Regions from separate parts of the Sus scrofa genome. Here region 1 is linked to region 2. The links are chromatin contacts, called in public HiChIP or PLAC-seq maps. All regions are on one chromosome and are shown on one strand. The core of a region is the stretch at or near the end of the contact, and the rest is flanking DNA. Distances in the headings are between cores, read along the strand shown. Region 1 overlaps CDK12 (cyclin-dependent kinase 12). Region 2 holds the start of STARD3 (StAR related lipid transfer domain containing 3).

What was found. HiChIP or PLAC-seq counts read pairs in DNA pulled down with a chosen protein or histone mark.
Region 1: a contact with region 2 is called in an H3K27ac HiChIP or PLAC-seq map of alveolar macrophages. The contact joins the enhancer-like site here to the promoter of STARD3 in region 2. A contact is called at or near these places in 1 of 47 Hi-C or Micro-C datasets (embryonic fibroblasts) and 1 of 2 datasets of contacts at active chromatin or transcription factors (alveolar macrophages).

The regions. Positions count from the first base shown.
Region 1 is chr12:22,767,687-22,774,165 of Sscrofa11.1, reverse strand. All of the region lies in intron 14 of CDK12 (cyclin-dependent kinase 12), which reads left to right. Among named protein-coding and RNA genes, the nearest start is that of MED1, 59 kb to the left of the region's middle. Within about 2 kb of position 1,400, at least 6 of the 83 cell types and tissues checked have an H3K27ac peak or open chromatin away from gene starts, as enhancers often do. A contact at or near this core is called in alveolar macrophages, where this site is marked.
Region 2 is chr12:22,676,419-22,682,718 of Sscrofa11.1, reverse strand. STARD3 (StAR related lipid transfer domain containing 3) reads left to right here and starts at 2,034. Exons shown (of 15, transcript NM_001143725.1): 1 at 2,034-2,083. PPP1R1B (protein phosphatase 1 regulatory subunit 1B) reads left to right here. Exons shown (of 6, transcript XM_021067047.1): 6 at 689-1,475. The coding sequence ends at 738.

The sequences.
Region 1 (6,479 bases), core at 151-2,650, 92 kb before region 2:
CAAAAGAGTTGAGCTTCATGTACCCTGACTCCTCCTGAAAGGAGAGGTAAGTGGGTTTGAGCTCAACTGTCGTCAAGAGAAGTTGGTAAGAGGCTGGTTAGAATAAAAGCTAGTCCCTTAAATCAGAAACCCTCACCCCTACACCACTTCCTGTTGCCATGAGTAGGGTCAGCATGGGCTCGGCTTAGTCTTCCTAGCTCTGTTGGTATTTTTCTTGTCTCCACGTGAGGAGAAAATGTCCCTTCTCTTTCATGGTTTAAGAAAATGAGGACTAAACGTTCCCTTGTAGTATGTGCTGCAATCCTGCTAGATATGACATAAGTAGGTAGAGAACAGGAAAAATGCATCTGGAGACAAAGGAAGAAGGGAAGTAGGTACCAGGAAGTTGTGAGCAGGGTAAACAATCATACAAGGGGTACACCAGAACAAGGAAGCTAGGAAGAAATCCAGTCAAAACCTGGTGGTGATGAGGGTTGCCAGCTTGATTTTGAATCCCCACAGTTTTAAGTATGATTGCCTGTGGGCTATCATGTCTTTATCCAGAAGGAGAATGGAGAGCTCCTGTGTTTCTGGAGTCCTGTGTTTCTGGTTAGCCTCCAGAGAAAGGAAAATGTTTTCCAGTCTTTATATATTCATGACTAGGAGTGTGAACTTCAACCTTCTAGAGAATATTGTTTTCCACTTCATAGCAATGTGTGTCTTCAATTCTGGGCCTGAAAACTGAAGACCTAACCTAATCTGGACTTTTTTCTCTATCACACTCAAGGTTGTTTTACCGTTCAGTACCTAAATTTCTTTTCCCAGACAGGCATTCTTAACTGTATGGTAAAGTCAAAGCCTCAAGAAAGTTAACAGTTAATGTTCTTTGTGCTGAACTGGGATTTCGTTGTTACTGAAGGTTACCCCATAGCTTGGCTTTTTTTTTTTTTTAGGTATTGAGTGACTTTGTTCACAACTTAGTCATCCTGAAGGGCTAGTGGAATGGAAGTGGAAGTGGGGAGTTCCTCAAGTGAGTAAATATTCAGACATTCCAAGGGAGAAGTGGAATTGCTAAATCTTCATTGTCCTAAGAGGCAGGGTGAGCGCTCCTGGACGCTTTGGTTAATTTTACTGTCCAGGTGTGGCATCTCTCATTTATAGGAACACTTTCAGTATTCCCATAGCCGTAGGAGTATTCTCAAGTGAGAGTTTACTCCAAGCCAGGATTGAGAGGCTTTGGGGGAAATATGAAGAAATTAATGGTGGTACTCTTATCACTCCTCACCATGTGCAGCTATCTCTCCATCTCCTGTCCATCTACTTCATTTCCTATTTCTCTCTCTCCTCCCCACTCACTACTCGCATGCTTTAGTCGAGCCAGGGAGGTTGATTGCTTAACCCTGAAGGGTATTTAGAGTTTTGCTGCTTCATAGTTTTGAAGGGTGGTGAGAAGAAATTCAGGAGACAAATGTCTATTCCAGTTCCTCAATTTATGGGATGAGAACTGAAAGAGAAAGCAAAATCACTTTCTTATTGCTAACTGCTAAGGAAAGGAGCTTTTAATTCATGTTGCATGAAGTCTAAGAGATTTACTGGTCTAGGAAAGTCTCAACTTTCACTTCATCCTCTTCCCTCATATCCTGACACTTGATTTTGCTGCTGTCATTTCTAAGCTCAGTTGCAGATAGTGTCTATGGGAAGTAAAGCTTGGTGAGAAGAGGGCCCTCCTGTCCATGAGAAAGCAGATGAGGGCTGCTTTGATGCCCTGGTGATTAATCACAAGGTTGCCCAAATACTTGACCACTGGATTGTTCTCATATCTCTGTCTCAAGAATGAATTAATAGTTCAAGGCTGAGAGAGGCTGATATACAGTTAGTTCTTAATACTCTCTAGGTGGGTAATTGTTAGCAAAGTTTTCTCAATACCCAGTCCTCAGCCACATTGTGCTTCTCTGGAATGAGAGGGTATAAGCCATGAAGTTAATTCATTTAGACATAGGTTCCCTAGAACCTGGAAATAGCTGGATGTTTTGGATGTTTTGCTCTGGCAGGATTGTAGCCTGAAGATAATGTTGGTAGTTCTAAAGGAATAAAAGACATTTTACCCAAGCCAAAACATCTCTGAGGAAGGCAGCACAGAGAGACTTTAAAAAGGCTACAATATAGCAGTCAGAGCTAAGCCAAGAGCAGAGCTTGAGTTTTGAGAATGTCTTGTCTTTGTTTAAGGATCCTATCTGAGGGGTTGTCTCAAGGAGAGCATCCTTCCCCCTCCTGTGTTTCACGAGGGACACCCTTGGTAAGGATCAGCTTATAGACAGATAACCTCCCCACCGAGGCTAATACAATTTTTCATGCTTCTAACCCTGGAGAAAAGAAGGTGCTTTAGAGACCTAGAGAGCCTGATCCCTTTTAGAAATTCGGTAACTTCTAAGTTCCCAAAAGTTCTCATATAACATGAAGCAATATGAGAAGGAAATGTAAAGAAGGGGGAACTGGAGAAGTCTTAGTGGGACTGCAGAAAGAGGCAGTGTATGATTGCTTATAAAGAAGAGAGAGGGATGTAAGGGTGGAAGGAAAAATTAATGGAGTAGTGAAGGGGGATAAATGCCTTAAAGTTTCACAATTCATTTCAAGGAGACCCCATTAAAGAGCAAACTGTCCCCTTGATTAATGTTAGTGATAGGGTTACCTTTATAGTTGGGGCATGCTATGAAGACAGTTATATTAGGCAAATAATTTATACAAGAACATTTTGCTTAGCATTGCTCTCTACATGGTTCAAGAGTATTTCAGGAATAAGGCAGGAATGATAGAGCATCGAGCATCAATGATTGAGCATCAAGCTAAAAAATTGTTTTTTGAGTTTTAAAACTCTTCTGCAAGTGGTTTTACATGTTTTAGGAAACCAATATTCCTCTCCCCTTCACTTTAGATCTAAGTGAGGGTGACTCACAGAAGAGCAAACAAACCAGAACGTGTGAATCAGAGTCACAGAGTGTTAGAGCTTACAAAAGGACACTAGTTGGTCTAGTTCGGTGCTGTCATTAGCCGGTGAAAAAAACAGACCCAGAGGGGTTGAGAACGTGTTGGGAGGAAGAAGGGAAAGAATGAGAAACTAACATTGTCTGGAACCTACTATGTGTCAGGTACCACAGTACCTTTGCTTTTGTTACCTTGATTATTTAACACCTTGAGGCTAAGGAATGGAAAGAATACAAGGCAAATCCTTGTCCTGAGCAATATGTAGGAGATAAAAGAGGGTAGCAGATCATTTTTTCCTGTCTAATCACACAGGACTAAACTAGAGGAAATTTGAGAGTGAGGTTAATCTAAGGTGCTTGCTAAAAAGTGAGGGAGACTCATGAATAAGTTTTCTATTCTGAGGGACCTTCCAAAAATGTGATGGTCAGAGATAGGCTAGAGGCAAGTCTGGTGGAAAACAAGATTACTGTTGCCTCTGGGATTGACTTGCATGCTAGAAAGTCAGATCATGACCTAAGAATATAGGATTAATTTTAGAAATGGGGAACAACGAAATGAGGCTTCTCATCCTGAGGTGTCTACAATGAAACTAGTGTTTATATACTGTGCATTGAGGTGATAAAAAATTTTGATGACTGTGCCTTTTTTTTTTTTTTATGTTTTTGTTTTGTAACACGTTTCGAAGTCTTGAAACAACTTGTGATTTTGGAAGGGGTAAGAGTGCCAAGTTCAATGTTGATAAGGACCGGTGGCAGCCTGAAAATTGACATTGGGAGTAAGATTGTATTTCTTGTCGATGTTTGATATGATATCTCAAGAGTTAATACCATGAGGGCTGCTTCCATGAGGAGCCAGTAATACTAGCTCTATCATCCCCTGAGTACAGGGCAACTTCTGGGCACGATTATGGGAGGGTCCCATCTTTAGGAAGATTCTGGGTCTAGTGAGAGACAAGTCTTATACCTGGGGGGAAGTGGGGATTTGATATTTATAAGTCATATTCATGCAGGTTACAAAATAAAGTCGTAACATAGTTCAGAGGGAGCCAAAGCAAAGAAATAATCAGAAAAACTGGTGTTAACCAGAAAAGGTTCTCTGAAGGTGATGAAGACAGAAGACATGGAACAGAAGAAAGGAAAGTGATCACGGGCAGAAAAACTTAGGATTTATGTGTGTTTTGTGCAGAGGGCCATGAATGGAGTAGTCCGGGTAGTGGGGGAAAGGAATATTAGGAAATGAGGTTGGAGAGCAATCTCGTTGGCCTGAATGAGGAATTTGAATTTGATTTGTTGAGCGATGACAGAGCAGAGCATGAGATGAATATGACGTTGACTTTTGCAGCTCTACTAGGTCATGGAAGCAGGAAAGCTTGCTGGGATGTTATTGTTTTTGTCCAGATGTGAGGCCCTGAGGGGAGGACAAGGGGGTTGAGAAGAAAGGAAGTGGGTCAGTAACATTAGCAAAGCTTGATGATAGTTTGGATGTGAGGGGAGGAATAAAAGACAGACTGAAGATGATAACCCCAGGACATATTTATGCTGTTGATGGTGATAAGGACTTGGGAAAAGGTAATTGCTTTGTTTCTAAGAAAGTATTTATTAACCAATAGATGGGCTGTCTATGTTCAGTATTGCCGACACTAGGAGGGGACATGGCCCCTGGAAAACAGTTGAATGCGGGCTATGTGCCCAGATGATCACCTGCACTCTGCCTTTTTCAGCTTGGAGAACCAGGTGAAAGAGTGTTTATTTCTGGGGTGTACCTGCAGGCTTCAAGAATGTTATCCTACTGGTACTGGGAGAGAAAATACAGTTTTATTTTTTGGGTGGTTTTTTTTTTTTTTTTTTTTTTTTTTTTTTTTTTTTTTGCCACTTTCTTCCCCTTTAATGCTTTGAAAATGGGATGTGACTAGCCTGTGGCAGCATGTGCCTGTGGATATACAATTCTCTGGCTTGATTCTTGGAAGGCCTTTTCCTGTCCCTCCCTAGGGGTCATTTGTATCTCTGGTTCCTGCTCCCAGAGCCATAAAGTGGGAGCCCCCATTTATTAATTGGGTTGGGACTGGGGAGGGGGTCGGCAGGGGACTCTTTAGTGCAGCAGGCGGGGGTCTTCCCGAATGAGCCCATTAGCCAGCCCCAACGGCAGCTGAAACGGGGCCGCAGCCAAGTCCTCTCGGTTTCAAAAACCCTCCATCGCCTGCAGCAGATCAGAACAAGGCCTGCGGGAGCCCTTAGCTTCTGATTGCAGCTGTGAGGAAGGACAAAACAATTTATAGGAAGCCAAGTAGCTCCTGTCTCACTGTCTCTTCCTTTCTCACTTTGGGGAGGGGGAAGACGGATGTGATGTCCCCTCCCAAGATAGCTTCTTACAAGACGCGTATGGGCCTAAAGTAGACAAGAGGAGTGAGGGTACACGCATCGATTGGACATTTATGTCTGTACTCTGGAAGTGTTTACACATGTCCTTGCTTTCTTCATCCATCCACACACGGTTGTGTTGGCTAACCAGTCACTGGTTGTATGGGGCTCCCTAGGGCAAGACCAAGTATGTGCTCAGACTCTTAAATAGTCTACATTGTCTTTTGTGGGGGAGTGCTTATCATACGCTTCCCTGCCCTGTACCTGCCTGTCTCCTATCTGTCCCCATCCCTGTCTCCTATCTGCTTTGTCAAGATTCAGGGTTAGAGTTAGATGACCTTTTTTTACACCTTCTCTTCATAGTAAAAGGAATTTGGCCTCCTACTAGAACTCACTTGTCTGTCCCTTGAGTTAAGCCGGCATGAGAAAAACAGGCATCTACAGAGAGCTTCTTTATGCAGTGGGCCACAGAGAAAGGTGTGAAGGGCAAGAATGTCTCACTTCCTGTCGGAAGGACACTTGTGTTTTCTTCCTGATAGCATCATAGATAGCCAGAGCTAGAAAGGGAACTAGAGACCACCTAATTCAATTTCTCAGTTTACAGAGCGGGAAACTGAGGCTTAGGGAAGGGAAATGCCTTGCCCACGTCTCACAGTGAGTGAGTGACAGCCAGCCAAGACTAGAATCCGAGTCCCCAGAATCTTAACCTGTTGAGTATAGAGCCTCCAGTTTTAAGATCATCAATTCCTGTCAGCCTTGTCCTTCCTCAAGAAAGGAAGGTAGGGCTGTGAGATTTTGAGGGGGGAAGGACAGATTGAGAGGGAAAGTTAGGTTAAAAAATTGGTAGAAAAACTGAGCAGCTTTATGTATTTTTTACCTCAAAGACTAATCTCTCAGTGACATGCAAATTGTACAAGTGTAATTTTTATTTAAAGTCAAGGAGTTCCCGTCGTGGCGCAGTGGTTAACGAATCTGACTAGGAACCATGAGGTTGCAGGTTCGGTCCCTGCCCTTGCTCAGTGGGTTAATGATCCGGCGTTGTCGTGAGCTGTGGTGTAGGTCGCAGACGCAGCTAGGATCCAGCGTTGCTGTGTCTCTGGCGTAGGCTGGTGGCTACAGCTCCGATTAGACCCCTAGCCTGGGAACCTCCATATGCCTCGG
Region 2 (6,300 bases), core at 785-3,284:
GACATTGGAAGAGCAGTCTTAGGCCTGTGCTGTCTCCAGTATGCCATGATCACCCTCGGAAAGCATAACCTCAGCCAGCTGACTCAGCTGATGTTCCAGAACAGTCATATAGATACTCAGAGCCTGTATTTTTGTGTGTTTGTTTGCTTTTTTAGGGCCGCACCCGTGGCATATGGAATTTCCCGGGTTAGGGATCAAATCTGAGCTACAGTTGCCGTCCTATGCCACAGCCACAGCAACGTCAGGAATTTCCCGGGTTAGGGATCAAATCTGAGCTACAGTTGCCGTCCTACACCACAGCCACAGCAACGTCAGATCCGAGCCGTGTCTATGACCTACACCACAGCTCATGGCAACGCCAGATCCTTAATCCACCGAGCGAGGCCAGGGATCAAAGCCACATCCTCATGGATGCTAGTCAGATTTGTTTCCACGGCACCACAATGGAAACTCCCCAGAGCCTGTATTTTTATCCCTTTTCCCCATCCCCAGCTGGACAAAAGACAACTTGTGGCCAAGGTCTGGAGGGTCCCTGGGAGCGCCCACCCCCTCTGGATGAGCCCCAGAGAGTTGGAAGCTCTGAGAACCAAGTGGAAGACCCCGCATTAAGTGGTGAGGCTTGGGGAGGGTTGGTGTTGTGATCTTGGTAGGCGTGGCCAAGCCCTAAGTTCCTTTGCTTGCCTTGCAGAGCCAGGGGAAGAGCCACAGCGCCCTGCCCACCCTGAGCCTGGCACATAGGTACCAAGCCCTGCATCTCCCAGATGGAAGTGGAGAGGGCATTGCTGTTCCTCAGAAACCCACCCCATCCCTACCCTATTTTGTACCTTTCTCAATTGCTAGGGCTGCGGCTTCTAGAAGACTAAGGCTGGTCTGTGTTTGCTTATCTGCCCACCTTTGGCTGATGCTCAGAGTCCCTGGGCACTTGCTGCCTGATGCCTACCCCTGCCAGTCATTCCCCCATTCACTGGGTGGGAGCTGGGGTGTGAGAGTCTGCATTGGAAAACTCAGTAAATGGGGGACAAAGGTTCATCCTTCACAATTCTACTCCCCAGACCCTCTCCCCTGGGCATAGGAAACCCACAGGGCAGGACCCTAAGATCTGGGGAAAGAGGGTACTGAGAACTTGTAAGTGCCCACAGATCCTTCTCCATCCCCTGGGAATTCCTTCTCACTGGCGTCTACCAGGGCCCAGGATTCAGGCATCCTTTCCACAGCCTCCACATTTTGGAAATCTTCCCCTTATCACCTGCTCCCCAGCCTGGGTGCCTGGAAGATGGACTGGCAGAGGCTGCTTTGTTGCCTTTTGTTTGTGCTTTGATGCCAGGAATGCCGCCTAGTGTAAGTCCTTGGGAGGAGGGGCAAACAGTGGGGGATCTAGGCTCTCCTTGTCCTCCAGCTGCTCTGTCCTCTTCCCTTCTTCCCTGACTCCAGGCCTGAACCGCTCCCCTGCTGTAATAAATCTTTGTAAATACCTGTGCTGAGACTTCTCTTTCAGGGAAAAGGAGAGGGAGGAGGAGGTTCACTATGTGGTAGTCATCCAAGGGTCAGGTCCTTGACCGTAATGTCCAGTCCTCTAGTTTGCAGCCTTGACTGCAGCCAAGTTCCAAGCCCTCTTAGGAAGGACCACAGACATTCTAGATCCTGCTAGGGAGGTGGAAAGAGGTGGGGCGGGGGCGGGGGCGGGGTGGAGAGAAGAGGGGTGCTTCAAGAGTAACTGGATTCCTCGTCCTCCAGGCCCGCAGGCCTCCCCTCAGGAAGCTCCCCTTTTTTCTCCAGAGTGCTAGGCCTCTGTGGCCCAATAAGCACGAAACCCCTGGGCTTCTAATTCCTCTTTTCAAGCCTAACTTTAGCAGCAGCCCCCATTTCCCGCCCTTGTGGGCGGGGCCTGAGGGCTTGGGGGCGGGGTTGGGAGAGGGGGCGGTGCCTCGGGCCTAGTACCTCCCGGTTCGCTCCCGGGGGCGGACTCAGTGGCGGAAGTGGCGCCGAGAGGAGATCCCCTTCCGCTCGGAGGCGCCGCCGAAGCTTCGGAGCCAGATTGCGGCTGGGGCTGGGAAGAGCCGGAGCCGTGGCTGACATGGTGCAGGTGGGTCCGCGAGAGGTCACTGGGACCGGGTGGTGGTACGAGGGCTACGTCTCGCCGATGGATCCTGGCTCCCTAGCCGGTGTCCGTTCGTGGTTCGGTCCGACCCTTCCCACACCCTCCGCGCTCCAGGTTCCGCCCCCTTCCTATGCTCGGCCTCGCTCCACTCAGCGCGGGGTTGGAGGGTCGTCTGCGTTGACCCTCTACGGCCCCGCCTACTCGAGAGAGCCTTGGAAAGGCGTCCCGGATCGCCCTCCAAAGCCTCTCACGTTGCTGTGAGGGAAGAAGCAAGGGGAAGGTATCAGGGTATTAAAGGTCAGGATCTGGGGAGGGGTCAGGATCTGAGAATGAGGAGGAAAATATTTCCAAGTTCCTGGAGGTCAATGTCTCACCGTCATCCGGTCTCCCTCAACTTCCTTTGGAAACGACAGTGAATGACTTCCCAGTTGACATTATAAGGGCCCTTTAACGTATCTTTCTTGAGTTCTTAGAGGAGCATAACACCAGTGACATAAATTCTCAATTGCAGTAGTGAACACGTACCCATCACCCTCTTTTTTGGCTTCCACCGCGTCGGCATCCCCTTATTTTCCTCCTGCTCTTCTGACTGTAGAAGCACGGTTTCACATTCATCTCTCTTGCTCAGCCAGCCTCTTAACTCTGGATCTGGATGGTCTCATCCACTCTCATGGTTTCAGCTTTACACCACCTACATACCCCAGTCGTGTCCAGATCTACCTTTTCACCGAAGCCTCTCCCTGGAGCCTCAGTTGGCCTTAGGCTACTAGTTGGACAGCTCCACTTCAGCTGGAATTCACTCTGTCTAAACTTGAACTGCTCTTTTCCCCTGCAGATTCCTTCTTTCTCTGCCACCCCATCTCAGCCAGAAACCTAATAATTATCATATATTTCTCCCTCAACTCCCATATCTAAGAGGTGACTTAGTCCAGCTGACTTCCTGAACATGCTTCACATCTAGTCCTGTGCCTCCCTCTCTTCTGTGACCACTCTCGTTGATGTGTTTCTCACCAGGATGACCACAGTGGCTTTCCAGCAACTTCCAGTCATGGCTGCCTGCAGCTCAGTCTCCAAACTGCAATTCTTCTCATCCTTGAAAAACACAATTCATAGTATCACTTCCTTGTCGAAAACCCTTGGATGCTTTCCCATTGCCTATGGGAAAGGCTGCATCTTTAGCACAATTTACAGAGCTCTCTCTGATCTGACGCCTTCCCCGCCAGTCTTCCTGTGTGTATCCTAAGGTCCGACAGGGCACTGCAGGACATGCTTACCCACACCTTGCTGCTTTGTGTCTCTGTGCCTTTGCACGCACCAGCCCCGCTGCCTGGAGAGCCCCTTCTCCTCTTATTGGCTGGGCTGCCTTCTGCTTGTCCTGGAGTGCTCTGCTCAGGCAGCATCACCTTTGGATCACCTTCTGCCCAGCCCACCGCTCAAGGCGCAATATTGCCCCCTCTGAGTCCCTGCAGTGCCCTGTCCATGGTAGCACGATGATTGAGAATCAGATTTCCTGGTTTGTTTTTTTTTTTTTTGTCTTTTTGTCTTTTTGCCATTTCTTGGGCTGCTCCCACGGCATATGGAGGTTCCCAGGCTAGGGGTCCAATCGGAGCTGTAGCTGCCGGCCTACGCCAGAGCCACAGCAATGAGGGATCCGAGCCGCGTCTGCAACCTACACCACAGCTCATGGCAACACCAGATCGTTAACCCACTGAGCAAGGGCAGGGACCGAACCCGAAACCTCATGGTTCCTAGTCGGATTCGTTAACCACTGCGCCACGACAGGAACTCCAGATTTCCTGGGTTTTGACTCTGTTTTGTGACCCCGATGAAGTCCCTGCCTCGGTTTCCTCATTTGTCAAATGGAGATAGTAATGTGCCACCTGATAGAGTGATTGTGAGGATCAAATGAAATAATGTATGTTTAGGACTTAAAACAGGGAGCATGTGACGGTTCAATAAATAAGTGTTAGCTCTTACTGTTTACATGAGGATAATACAGAACCCTGGTTCTGACTTTTAATTTTACAAACTGCTTCAGGACAGTTGATGTGGCTTACTTCTCATTCTGTCCCAGAGCCCCAAAGCCTGACTCTTTGTCAGTAAATAAAATGCTGGGGTGGGAGGTTCCCGCTGTGGCACAGTGGGTTCATGATCTGCCTTGTCTCTGTGGAGGTACCAGTTTGATCCCCAGCCAGCACAGTGAGATCAGGATCCAGCATTACTGCAGCTATGGTGTAGGTCATAGCTGCAGCTTGGATTTGATCCCTGGTCGGGGCACTTCCATATTGCAGTGGGTGTGGCTGAAAAAGGAAACAAAACAAAACAAAAACGCTGGGGTGAGGGTGTTGGGGGCAAGATCTGGATTTTGAATCCAAAAGAGTAAAAGAGGAGTTCCCATTGTGGCTTAGTGCTAACGAACCCAACTAGTATCCGTGAGGATCCGAATTCGATCCCTGGCCTTGCTCAGTGAGTTAAAGGCTCCGGTGTTGCAGACATGGCTCGGATCTGGCATTGCTGTGGCCGTGGCGTAAGCTCCTATTGGACCCCTAGCCTGGGATCTTCATATGCTGTGGGTGTGGCCCTAAAAACACACACGCGCGCACCCCCCCAAAGTAAAAGACCAGGCCAGATGTTTAGTCTGCTCCTGAAATGAATCTGGAAATAGACGTTACATGGCAAGCGTTAAGTCTAGGGATGTGTACATGGAGCTCTGGGGACCTAAGGGAGAAGCAGGGTTCCTAAGAGATGACTTCCCAGAGTTGCCGACCGTCAGTGAGGGGCCTTAAAGCGGAGAACGAACTTGGCAGAGGGAGGTAGAGAACAGGGCGGCCTCTGAGAATGGAGAGCTGGGTCCTCTGAGCACAGAGCTCTACGTGGAGAGCCTTGCGGGGGAGGGGGCGGGCTGCCAGTGGAAGTGTCTCTTCTGCCAGGGTTGGGGAGGCCTTTCCTTGCCTGGCCATGAGGAAGTGTCCCCTTAGGCTAGGAGCCTGCAGGGACCATGCCCTGGGGAGGTCTGGAGGCCTGGGACCCAGTGTCCTGGGGCGGGCTCAGCATACATGCCTGGGGCCTGGGCCTGGGCGGTCAACCAGAGTCTGGGCCTTTGTTCAAGCCTGGAGTCCCCATGCCTCCAGCTGATAGATGCCTGAGTTAAAAGGCTTCTCCTCCCTGTAGCTTTCCTGACCTCACCCACTCTAGCCTGGGTCAGATGCTCCCTGCACTGGGAGCCCACGTCCTTTGTTTGTTCCTCCCTGGAAGTGCTGATCACGCATGGCACAGTGCATTATTTATCCGGCAGCCTCCCTCACCAGACCTGGAGCCCCTGAATGTCCCCGGAGACCGGCCCCGCGTCTGGCACGCCGTAGGCTCCCGGTTCACAGGCTGTGTTAAACAGAGCTCTCCCACGCCGAGACTTGTTTGGGGGAGGGGGTGCAGATGAAACCAAAAATCCTGTACGTTTGACAGCTCACACTTGTTCCAGTGATTGGTAGAGATGGTTGGCCCCATTTTACAGACAAGGAAGCTGAGACTTGGGACGTGAGGCCCAGTTCACTCAGCAGGAACTTAAAGAATCGGCTCCTGACTCCAGGTCCTCAACTATCTCCCAGAAACTCCCTCAGGCTCTCAGCTTCCAAAGGGGCAGCTACCACATCAGTGGGACAAGGGACAAAGAAAGCATCCCACCTGGCCAGTTGTGTGTCCCTCTGAACTTGTCCTCCCTGGGAAGAGGCTGTGCCTGGCTTCTGGCTGGTCAGGGCCGGTGCTGGGAGGAGTCTGTACCGAACTGCCCCCAGCCCTGCGGGGTCTTTCCCTTGAGGAGGCTGATAGGACCCAGGTCTCCCTGGAAGATGACTGGCCCTTTCCAGACTGACCTTGAGAACCTGACCTCACCAGTCCTCAGTTTTATTAGACAGCACCGAGGGGCGGGGTGGGGCTTGACTCTCCAGCCCTTGAGTAGGCCAGGGGTCAGAGGACCACAGAGCTGGGGGCATCTCTGACATTGAACAGGGCTCGCACATGGAGTGAGCCAGAGGGCTGTGTCGGTTCCTGTTTGTTAGGACTTGGCCGTGAGCTGTACCAGCGTCAGAACCTCCCAAGCTGGGGAGGGGAGGGGACAGGACAGTGATAAATACAGTTTCTGTTTTGGCCTGACTATGCCCTCTCCACTTCCCCAGAAGGAAAAGAGAAACAGAGCCTGGCTTGGG